Linked DNA regions of Mus musculus: all the other regions are linked to region 3. Evidence: chromatin contacts called from public promoter capture Hi-C data. All regions are on one chromosome and are shown on one strand. Each heading gives the region's core, a stretch centred on a gene start, on an enhancer-like site or on the middle of the called end of the contact. The rest is flanking DNA. Distances are from core to core; before and after follow the strand shown. Region 1 holds the start of Nedd9 (neural precursor cell expressed, developmentally down-regulated gene 9). Region 2 overlaps Gm32401 (a long non-coding RNA gene). Region 3 holds the start of Hivep1 (human immunodeficiency virus type I enhancer binding protein 1).

The links. Promoter capture Hi-C pulls out the DNA fragments that hold promoters and counts their contacts. Capture Hi-C pulls out chosen DNA fragments and counts their contacts.
Region 1: a promoter capture Hi-C map of liver shows a contact between it and region 3, with 2.3 times the contacts expected there. The contact joins the promoter of Nedd9 here to the promoter of Hivep1 in region 3. A contact is called at or near these places in 1 of 484 Hi-C or Micro-C datasets (CD8 T cells), 4 of 115 datasets of contacts at active chromatin or transcription factors (double positive thymocytes, effector CD8 T cells, memory CD8 T cells and 1 more) and 2 of 9 other capture datasets (adipose tissue and liver).
Region 2: a contact with region 3 is called in a promoter capture Hi-C map of the C10 cell line. The contact joins the enhancer-like site here to the promoter of Hivep1 in region 3. A contact is called at or near these places in 2 of 39 promoter capture datasets (the C10 cell line and pre-B cells), 2 of 484 Hi-C or Micro-C datasets (CD8 T cells and regulatory T cells) and 1 of 115 datasets of contacts at active chromatin or transcription factors (memory CD8 T cells).

The regions. Positions count from the first base shown.
Region 1 is chr13:41,357,350-41,360,979 of GRCm38.p6, reverse strand. Nedd9 (neural precursor cell expressed, developmentally down-regulated gene 9) reads left to right here and starts at 1,979. Exons shown (of 7, transcript NM_017464.5): 1 at 1,979-2,127. The coding sequence starts at 2,116.
Region 2 is chr13:41,493,661-41,497,391 of GRCm38.p6, reverse strand. It overlaps Gm32401 (a long non-coding RNA gene), which reads right to left. Exons shown (of 8, transcript XR_873291.2): 2 at 569-650. Among named protein-coding and RNA genes, the nearest start is that of Gm32401, 8.6 kb to the right of the region's middle. Within about 2 kb of position 2,416, at least 2 of the 459 cell types and tissues checked have an H3K27ac peak or open chromatin away from gene starts, as enhancers often do.
Region 3 is chr13:42,050,536-42,054,101 of GRCm38.p6, reverse strand. Hivep1 (human immunodeficiency virus type I enhancer binding protein 1) reads right to left here and starts at 2,081. Exons shown (of 9, transcript NM_007772.2): 1 at 2,012-2,081. Gm28707 (a long non-coding RNA gene) reads right to left here. Exons shown (of 2, transcript XR_001780922.2): 2 at 3,535-3,566.

The DNA of each region.
Region 1 (3,630 bases), core at 730-3,229, 690 kb after region 3:
AGGGAGCATAACCAATAAAAACAAAATGACTTGTGTTACTTAGGCTGCACTGAGATCACAGCATGATAATAAGGGCAAAAACAGGGAAATTGTTTTTTTCTCAAAATTCTTAGATGGCTTCCTATCACACTCAAGGAAAACCCTAGCTCTCTTCCCTAGCAGGTACACATTATTATGTCCTCATTTTATAAGGCTAGCATTGCAAAGTTAAGGAATGTGTATCGATTTGCCTGATAGGAATCAAGCCATCTACCCTGAGAAGACAATTTCACAAACGCCTAGCACAGGCTTTGGCAATGTTGAGGTTGAATGGGTTAGCCTTGCTTTAATCCACTCATCTAAGCATGATTCAGCCTGGCTGCTGAAGAAGTCAAAGGAATGCTATCTCTGTCTCCTGGGGAACCAGGACAAATCTAGAGAGAAAGATTTGACTTGTCCTACAAACATAGGTCCCTAGTGTGAATCTTCAGGGCTGCCAGGATGATCCTGCTACCGCAATCTGCTTCGTGCCTAATCTGTGTACAAAAGACCTTGCGAATCACACAGGTTCAATTCGGCTTTGAGATCAGGAAGTAAAAGCCATGACCTGGAAGGGGCCTGAACCGGGATGTCAACTTCACGAAGGTGGCCAGGGACATCTTGTAGAGCAAACTCCAAGCTGCAGCCAAATGTGGATTCAATTGTCAATGTAAACCCTACCCCACCCCCACCCCCACCCCCACCCCCAGAAACCACTTTTATGCGGCATCTGCTCTCCTATGCTTTTGGCTTAAATCATTTATTTTCAAAAGTTTTAATCCATTGGAAATTTAGAAGGGGATTGGGGAGGCAAAACTGATTCTGGACTACCTTAGTCAGGAAAGAAGTAAGAGCTGATTTTTTTTTTCCACCCGAGTCGTGCAGTCTGGCTGGAATGCATCCCAACTGGGGGATAGTCCTGAATACTCCAAGTCCTGAGGCCCGAGGAAAAGAAAAGCCTGTCTTCTCCTGAGTGATTCTCTTTCTCTATAGAAATCTCAGAATGGAACCGCTCTACAAATCATGTCCCGCGCTCTGCCTGAAAGAGGCTGTTCTTTTTTTTTTTTTTTTTTTTTTTTTTAAACCAGGCTTATCAAACAGAAGCGTTCTCCCTGAATAATAAGTGTGAGTGGGCTAATGGGTCATTTGGGGGAGAGAGGTCAAAAGGAAAAGGCCTCGGTGTTCAAAAGCGGAATCTGGCAATGCCAGCGGTCAAAGAGGAGAGTGCTGGCTGGACAGGCGTGATGTATCGGGTGTGTTCTATAGAACCTGCATGGGTTCCCACCTATCCTTTATCCTCGGAGGTCCTAGTGAGAAGAACCGGGAAGGCCTGGTGCTTATGAGTGAGTTCCTTTTCATTGAGAAAGAAATGTTTTCCAGCTCCTAGCAGACTGACTTAGCAAAGTACTTTGAACACTTGGGGGTGAGGGGAGCAGCCACAGAAAAGGGAAGGGGAAGAGAAAAGACAGGGAAAGAGAGCTATCAGCAGGGGTGGTTAGTAAAAAAAAAAGGGGGGGGTACTGGAGACAGAAAACCCTTTGTTCCTCCAGCTCGTTTCATGTAGAGATTGTAAGGTGAATGGCTTTGAAATGAAATGGGTTTATGAACTAGTTGCTAGGTCACAGGAAGCGCGATCGTCAGACTGCTTTGTGAATTCGGATTCTTTAAAACTTAGGTTACTCTCAAAAGGAACGTACCTCCTTTGTCTGGTTCCTATGTCTTTCCTCTTTATATTTTTATTTCTCCGGGTGGCTGGGGCCGCCTCCCCACTTTCTGTTTTCTCCTCCGCCCTTTTGATAACGTGAAAAGAAATGATCGTATTACACGCTCTTTGTCGGAGGGTTTCAGAAGTTAGAGGTGGGCGGGGTGGAGGCGTTACCTTCACCGCCACCAGCAGCCAATGGCGGCGCGGTATGCAAACGAGGCCCGCGCCGTGCTGGTCTGGATCTGGGCTGTGAGCTCAGAGACTCCGCAGTGCGCGGGAGGCGAAGGCTTCTCATTTCCATCCAGCCCAGCGCTCAATGGAGGGGCGGACTCTGCAGTGCCTCACTCACTGTGTGATTCGATAGGACCAGGGCTCATCAGATCACCGCCGAGATGAAGTACAAGGTAAGAGTGCCTTGTACGCCGTCTCCTGAGAAGCTAGAGGCAGCTGTGCCGGCCGGCGCCTTTCCCACCTTGACAACTGGGCAGGGATCCCTTGTGTGTCTGGTTTTGCCGAGCTGCGTCTGATCTCGCTTCCAGGCTTCCCCCGGGTGTACCGCCAGCAGACATGCGCTTTCAGATCCACTAGTTCTTGGTGCATGGTTCTGAAAGTTGTTGTGGGTGGCGGAAGGCGGTGGAGTAGAGTTAGCATAGGAGCCGCCGCCAGAGATCAGAGGGTGTCTAACTCGCCTCGCAGCAGGCAAGTCGCAGGTCTCTGCCTGACCAAAGCCAGCTTGGGGAGCCATAATAAGGAGAGTCAGAACTGCTGAGTCTCTGACAGGTTCTAAAAGCACCTTTTCAGATTTTTGCCTTAAGCACTTGATCTGGGAAGCTGTCTGCTCGAGGTCCTTTCGGTAGAAGCAGATTAAAAACCCAGACACTATCATAGGCGCGATGATGGAGAATTCCCACATCCTTATGAATAAATGGCTGTTAGTCATTTCTGGATAACTCTTTATTGGGGTTGAACGGGTCTGAAAGTATGAAGGCTCCGGCTGGCTTATTTTCCCTGACGCTTACAGAATGTCCTGCTCATAATTTTGGCAGCTCTATTTTCCACTGCATTTTGCACCACGGTTTCTGGGGTTACTCTTGGCAAAATGATTATGCCTTGCTCAGCACATCCCGTCTAATGAGGCAGTTTCCAAGGGACTTGGCCCAGTAGCAGTTCATGGCAATGACTTGGCGGTACTTACTTACGATCCTTTTTTTTAAAAAAAAATTTTTTTTTTAATTTTAATGGTGAAGAGACATGAGTCCTCGACTTTTAAAGGACTGTGTCATTTCAAAAATTCGTTTTGGTAAGGTGACTTAACAGAGCCAGTTAACTGACTTAGCTAGGGGCTAACTTGGCTTCCCTCTGCGGTATGTAGCCTCTGGCCCTTCCTTTGGGATAGAAGGCTGTAGCTAACAGCCACTGGTTCCCTGTCTATAAATCTTGTTCAAAAGCTGTGAGCCAAAGCATGAGTGATAGTTGTTGGGGAAGTTCCAGCAGTCTAAAGACCCAGATATCTATTGTCATCTCCTATCAGCTTTCCATTTCGTACATCTATGGGGAGGGGCAGAAGAAAGGAAAGCTCTAGGAGTCAGTCAGAAATGATGCAGCTTTCTACCTGGCAGGAACAGAATCTTTTTGGAAGTGATGGGGATACATGGTATCAAGCCTGCAATGTTGTTTTTTTTTTTTTCCTTCCCATTCTCCCTGTTGTTGAATCAAGACAGTGTTATAGAGAAAAGAGAAAGGATTAACTCTGTCCATCATTGGGACATTAAATAGCTGGTGTGAACTCTGAGTGCTGTAGTCTAGAAGGTGAGGACATGTGACGACATCTAAAGTCACTTTGGTTCAGTGACCTCATCATGTTTCGCTTTGCTCTTTATGGAAAGAAAATATCATGGGGACTGATG
Region 2 (3,731 bases), core at 1,167-3,666, 560 kb after region 3:
TTCACCACTACTTCTTTTTTTTTTTTTTTTTTTTTTTTTGGTTTTTCGAGACGGGGTTTCTCTGTGTAGCCTTGGCTGTCCTGAACTCACTCTGTAGACCAGGCTGGCCTTGAACTCAGAAATCCGCCTGCCTCTGCCTCCCAAGTGCTGGGATTAAAGGTGTGTGCCACTACGCCCGGCTCACCACTACTTCTTAATTTGTCACATGCAGTTAATTCTATTTGATCTCCATGATCCTGGCTGCTAGGACCAGAAAACCTAGTTGGTTGTAAAGACAGCTATCCATGAGTCAGCCCACAGCCAGGTACATAACCCAGTGGACTACTTCTACACAGTAAGAATATTCAGGACTTCTAACTATGAGCTGACTAAACCAGATCCTCTCATCTTCCAGTGTTTACATCTGGAAGGCTTGGTTTAAGTTCTTTCAAACCCACTGCTCTCTTCTATAACATTCTTCTTTTATCATAAGATGTCATTGGTTAAGAGTCTGATTACACCAGATATTGCCCCGCTCCCCCGAGTTTAACAAATGTGTTGATCAGCTTTGTAACCTGGAATAACTCACTTAATCTCCAACAATATTCCTTGTCTTGTCTCCACATGTGACAGGCAGAATGATGGCCATAAATGTGTCCATGTCCTGATTCCTGTAACATGCAAATATGTGGAGATTTTGCAGTTGTAACTAAATTAGAAACCTAGAGATGGGCATCTCTGCTATTCATGTTAGTCTGGTATGATGGCAAAGGTCCTTAAAATAAGATTCAAATTTCCCCAGCTGTAGTAAAGAGGAGATGTGGCCAGCAAAAGGTGGTGTGAGAGGCAATGTAGAGACTAGAGGCTATAGAGATGGAGGAAGGGAACATTGAGCGAAGCAATGTGGAGAAAGAGGAGGAAACAGATTATCCCCCATCTAGAGTAGAGGAGTCCTGCCACGTCCACACCCCAACTTCACTCAGTTAGATTTGTGTTAGACTTCTAACCCTCAGACATATAAGACAATGAATACGTGCTGTGTTAGGCTGCTGTGTCTATGGTAACTCGATATAGGAGCATTAAAAACCTAAACATTATATTAGATCACACTGAATACACATGAGGAAATGTCTAAAGGAATGTGTACTTTGATATAATGTTGAATACAGCATCTTTTATGGATGATTAAGGCTCTGTGGTCTCATCATTAAGAATATGTTATTTGAGAGATGAATAAAAAATGAAGATACTAAAGAATATGTAATTCATACTAAAACAAGGGCCCCTCATGCTCTGTTTGGCTGCTGCAGCATAATGAACTATCTAGGAGGTGATTTAATAACCATTCTGTATTGATGTACAGCTCTCAACTATTATACAAAGGGAAAACCCAGAGTGATAGCAAGTCACTCCTACTGTCTCCGTCTTCTGATCCACCTCTCAGGTCTAAGGTCTGTATTCACAACATCTACGTGAGGTTCTACTGTATTATATACTTTTATTACATGTAGTCATTTTTTAATTTCATCATTGTATATAACTAATAACAGCCATATATAATTATAGTGATAGTATGGTGTGGTATACACCATCCTGTAGAATGATATCAAGCCAGTTACCATACTCATTACCTTGAATATTTACTGTATTTACTTATTTTTCCTGTTCATGACTTTCTGGTCTTTGGACAACATCTTCAGCCCTGATAAGCAACCTTCGACCTTGTTTCTATAAGTTCAATACATATTAATGAGAATGGGTGGGTTTTTGGCCTATGTCTGGCTTATTTCACTGTTGTAATATTCTCCATCCATGTCATCACAAAAGAAAGACTCCTCCTTCTAGGTCTGTCACTACTACACAGTGCATAGGTACCACTTTTCCTCTATCTGTTCACCCACTAATGATTCTTAGGAAGGTCCCATACTTTTGCTATTGTGAAATATGTTGCATGAATTTGGGAGCAGAGAGGACTTTCTAACCTAGCGATGTCAGGTCCTTTGGTTATATAGCCAGAGGTAGGTGTGTTGACTCAGTACTGCCTTTTAAAATAGTTTGCCCCTTTGCTAACAAACCAGCCTTTTAAGTATCCTTTGTGCCTTCCCAGGTCTTTAGCATAACCTAAGTTTTGTGATGTTTCTTGACATGGTGCATTTTACAACAGTGTCTCATGGTGATGATAGAGGCTAACATTAAAGGGATACTTCAAAAGGCATTAGAGATGCTGTGGCCATGCCTTGTCCATCCTCACAGTTGCTCGAAGGCCTCACCTACAACCTGAAAAGCTCTCCAAGGCCTATTCACAGCCCACCAGAGTCACCAGGAAAGGACTATTAACCAGAATAGAGTTATCGTTATTGCTGATAAGCACAGTAAAGAGAGCTGACTGTTCATTAGAAGACCCTTGTGAATTACTTAAGAACATGGCTTGGCTGAGCTAAAAATCTAGAGTATGCTCACGAATACCAGTTTCCCAATTGAGCAAGAATGTCTGAGTCCTTATCACAGCCTACCATCTTCTAGACTCAAGTGACCCTAAATGCAATTTGGCATTTGGACAGGACATTGGAAACTTTGCATGACTCAGTTAGAGAATAATGCAAAGCTGTTTCCCACCAAGCCACTTTGATCTATGTGGAGCCAAATACCTGGGTCTGTCATGTGATAAGCTACTAAACCAGACAGGGGGAAAGAGGGTAGATTTTTAGTAGAGATCTTAGTAGTTTCAATCATGGTTCTATTTATCAAATGTTTACTAGATTCCAAATATGTGTTCTCCAACATGTGGGAACTGCCCAAGAGCATCCTGCACCCCATGCAAACAGATTTAGCAATTCCACAGTTCAGCCAAAGGGTCTATAGCTGACCAGGATACTAGGTAAATCTAAGGACTGCATTGTAAAACGTTATTCAGTCAATGAGGATAAATAAGCAACAGTTTCTTGGCCTTAGAAGCCTTGCAAACAGGAGACAAAGGCACCATTGTGACATTTTGTGATGAATGAAATGACCGAGATGGAGGAAAAAGATAATTCTTCGGGACATGGGATGTTGAAGGCCATACACGGCCATGTTGCCAGAAAGAGAAGGATGGAGGGCTTTTAAGGCCATGCTATAATTATGAGAGGTCACAGAATACATGAGAACAGTGTGTTCCATGTTATAGGAAGATGAAGGCTACTGGTGAATGTGGACAAGGCTAGTGAGAACCTAAGCAAATAACATGGGTTTGGAGGAGCTGAGTCATTTCAGTTTCATCTTGTAAGGAGCAAGGGCCTGGTAGACATCTTTAAAGAGGGAGGACATGTCTGGGAATATCGAGCACCATGGAGATGCTTCTTCAGTTAATGTCTCCCAAAGGCTTGTTGTCCTGTCAAGCTGCACCCATAGCTTAGACTGGGAAGTGTATAAACAGTAGGAACTTCATGGTCATGATGCTGGCTGGTCTGGATAGACTCCTGGCATCACAGGTGATACTTTCCAGTGGCGTGGCCACCAGTTGTAAGGGCCTAACAAGCTCCTCTGGAACTCTTTTATATGGGCACAAGAGCAGTCAGAGGGGTGACACCTTCATGCCTTAACCACCATCCGTAACAAACTTTAATCACAATGAAAGGTGCCTTTCAACAACTGAAGCTTAGAGAAACACAAATATCCCAGGTCGTTGTACCTGCTGCACGCCCTTCTCAGTATGGACATTAGAAAATGGCCATCACAGCTAAGAATTGCTGTAGTAGTCCAAGCAATACAAG
Region 3 (3,566 bases), core at 832-3,331:
AGTTTTGGGAGAGATTAAAAAAAAATTAACAACTCCAATTCATCCATTTTACAAAGAGAAAACAAAACAAAAAACAAAACAAAACAAAAAAAAAACAAGTTTAGAGAGAGATTATGAAATCTTCCTCAGAACGTGGCCCCACATGACACCTTGCCCATTTCCTCTGAGAAGATAACATTTACCTACCAAGGACAATCCCCTCCCAAAGGGATGAATGACACAGCAAATCATGAAGACATACTTTGGAATCAAACCTGACCAGGTTCAAGGCCAGGCTTTACCCCATTCTGTGTGGCCTTGTTCAAGGTACTTAAGCTCTCAGAAAAGAAGATCAGATTTCCCAAGCTGTAAAATCAGGAAACATTATCCACCCCAAACGGGCTAAGGACTGAGGAGTAAGCTACACAATGTAGAAGCTTTGCCTACCACATGAAAATGCTGAAATATTAATTCCCTGGAAGAACGCCTCTAAGGTAAAGAACATGTATCCCAGACTAAGGTTTTAGATGTATGTTTTCACTTTAGTTAAAACGCATAAGGAAAAGGCGGCTATTACCGTGCTTGCGACTGTAAGCAACACGGCTCTTAACACGGCTATTAGTCGGCATAACACAAACTATCCCCAATCTAACGCCAGGGGAAGAATAAGAAACAGGACGGTCAATGATGGGTGAAAGATAGAGCTCCTCAACTCCCCCTACCACAGAGGCATCAGCTATAGCATCCAAAAAGGTTTTGACTGCACAGAGAATTTAAAGATAAAGCTGTAAGTGTTCCGTTCCGTATTAAAACTAAAGCTTTTAAGCGGTCACGATATTACGAAGTTTTTAAAGCGTGAACTCGGATTGTAAGCCGATCACGTGACCTCCCACAGCTCCCAAGCTTAAATGTTAAAATATGCAAATTCCCAACCTGTAACAGCTTTGTGCGACCCGGTTTTGCAGCCTCCAGCCCCCCTGTCCCTAGCTGTCCAGCCCACATTTAAATCCGCGGTGGAGAAGTGGTTATTTTCAAAGACGACAGCACCACCGTGGCGACTAGGACCAGTGATCGACCATTCTTTCTCGAGAAAGAAATACATACTACAAGGTGCAAAAACAGGACACAATCAAAAAAGCGTAAAGACAGTCACAAGGAGAAAAAACATGAATGAATGTGGAGGGCGGAGCCTGGGAAAACCCCTCTGCAACGCTGCACTGAACAAAGCGCTTCGCATGCCAGAAGGAGGGGGGAATGGAAGTGCCAGCTCCGGAAGGAGCCTAGAGTGGATGCGGAGAGCAGGAGGAGGAGGAGGAGGAGGACAGAGTCGGCGAGAGCAGCAGCCTTGAGACTCCTCCTCGCGCCAGCCTCGCCACAGCCCCCTCCCCTCTCTAGCCGCAACTCCGGCTGGAGCCCGACCCCGCGGCGAGCCCAAGCCGCCCCGCGCCCCTACCCACCGGCCCCGACCCACCAGCGGCGGGCGCGCGCCCTACGGGGAGGGAAACTACCCAGGTGGCCCGGAGTAAACAGGCACTCCGGGCAAAGACCGAAAGGGAAAGCGAGCCACAAAGCCGGGAGGTGCGGAAGCCGCGGCCTGGTCTCCCGCAGCCCCGCCGAGCCCTCCTGCGAGAAGCGGCCGCGGCGACCAGGAGGCCGGCCCTCCGTACCTGCTGGGCTCGCAGGACCGCAGCTCCCGCCGCCCGTGCGGCCAGGACCCGCCGAAGTGGCAAGCGGCTCCCGCACGCAGCATCCCCTCCGCAAGGTCGGCGCCGGCACACGCGCACACACTCACTCACACGCACACCCGCGCGCCCGCCCGCCAGGGGGAGGTGGTCCCGGCCCCCGCCCCCCGCGCCGCGCTCTCCCGGGTGCAGCGCCCCCACCGCCGCGCCCGGCCCCGCACCCGTCGGGAACTGCGCTGCACTTGACAACCGGGACATCAGCACAAGCGGAGCCTCCTCCCGACGGGCACCGAGGCGCGAGCTGGGCGCGGGAGGGACCGAGTGGAACCCGGCGGGAGAGCGGCCTTTACCTCTCCCGGGTGTCCGTGAGGACGGCTGGCAGCGCGAGGGCGGCCAGGGCGAAGGTCGGCGGCTTCCCCCCGCGCGTGGGCGGGGCAGCAGGGGATCCCCGGGGGCGGCGGGGCGGGGGCTGCGGCGGGAGGGCGGGCTCCTGTGAAGCCGGCCCGGGGCCCCCTGCCGCCCCGCCCGCCCGCCCGCCCGCCGCAGGCCCCGCCGCGGGGACCCAGGACGCAGGAGGAGGCGCGGCCCGAAGGGCGGGGCGGGGCGGGGCGGCAGCGGAGGCGGGGCTCCGCGGCCCGGGGAAGCCCGGCCGGGCCGCAGTCGGGGGCGGTTGGCCCGGGAGGAGGGGCGGGGCCGGGCGGGGCCGGATTCTCTTTACCGTCTTTTGACTTTCTAGAGCAGGCTGTGGGCCGGCCCGGTGACGTCATGGTGTCTCCCAGCCCCGCCCCTCGCCCTGGCCCTGGTAGGGAGGAGGAGGAGGAGGAGGACCCTGGAGGGAGGGGGGACCCCAAGGGGGTTTCCTCTGCTCCGCGTAGAGGGAAGGGGAAAATCATAGTGAAACTTGAAACGCATTAACTTTAAAAAATAACTTTTAAAAAAGAGAGAGAGAATGAAAGGGGGCTGGGTTGTTGACTTGGAGGGTCAGAGGGGACGTGTTATTAAGCCCTAAACTGAAACCACTTTTTTGGTGGCGGATGTTCTATTAAAAGACCGAGGAAAGCCAAGGTTATTCCGGAGAGAGCCGGTGCTTCCCAGAGCCTAAGCAGCGGCGAGCGCAGTTAACCCCTCCTTAGCTGCCTGTCAGCTGGGGACTAACCCGCGAGGGAACTTTGGAAGCCGAAGAGGGGGTGCGGGGCGGAGCCACCCAGCAGGCTTCTGGAACTCTGGGGGAGTGAACAGGGAAGACAGACTAATTTATTACAAACCAGAGTTTGACCCCGGCTGCTAGAAAGCGTTAGAGAACGGGAACTGGAAACTTCTGGAAATATCAGGAGAGCTGACTCTGGGGAACGAAGCAGGTTTTCAAGGGTAGGCATAATACTAGCAGTTTGAACTTAAAAATTACACGCATCCACAAAAAAAAAAAAAAGCCGATAGAAGATTGTACGGGCCACCTCAAAGTTGGAAAGAATAAGGTGTTAAAAAAAAAAAGGCGCAAAACAAAAATATTCTTTGTTAAGCGATCATACGCCCACTAACAGCTGACCATCTGTGCAAACTTGTTTTGCTCCCTTAGGCTTTCATAAAGATGTCCAGGTCGTTCCTGCTAACGGTTGACCCCTAAAATCCCCCGAGGAAGTCCTACCTCTAGCTTGCTGGAGCTAAGAAAAGCACAAAGCCCCAGAATGGAAATTATTAAAAATGGAATACTTGGTAATGGCAAGCTTAGAGCCAAAAATAATGTTTTGCAGAGGAAGAAAATATGCCTACCAAAAAGTAAATTTGGTCATAGGAGCAAAGATTATGCAGCTAGAAAGCTCGGGTGGTGGGTAATACTATGTCAGCCTTACAATGAAAGAGTACCATTTTAATATTCCAGTAAGATGTCTTCTATTTTATTAAATG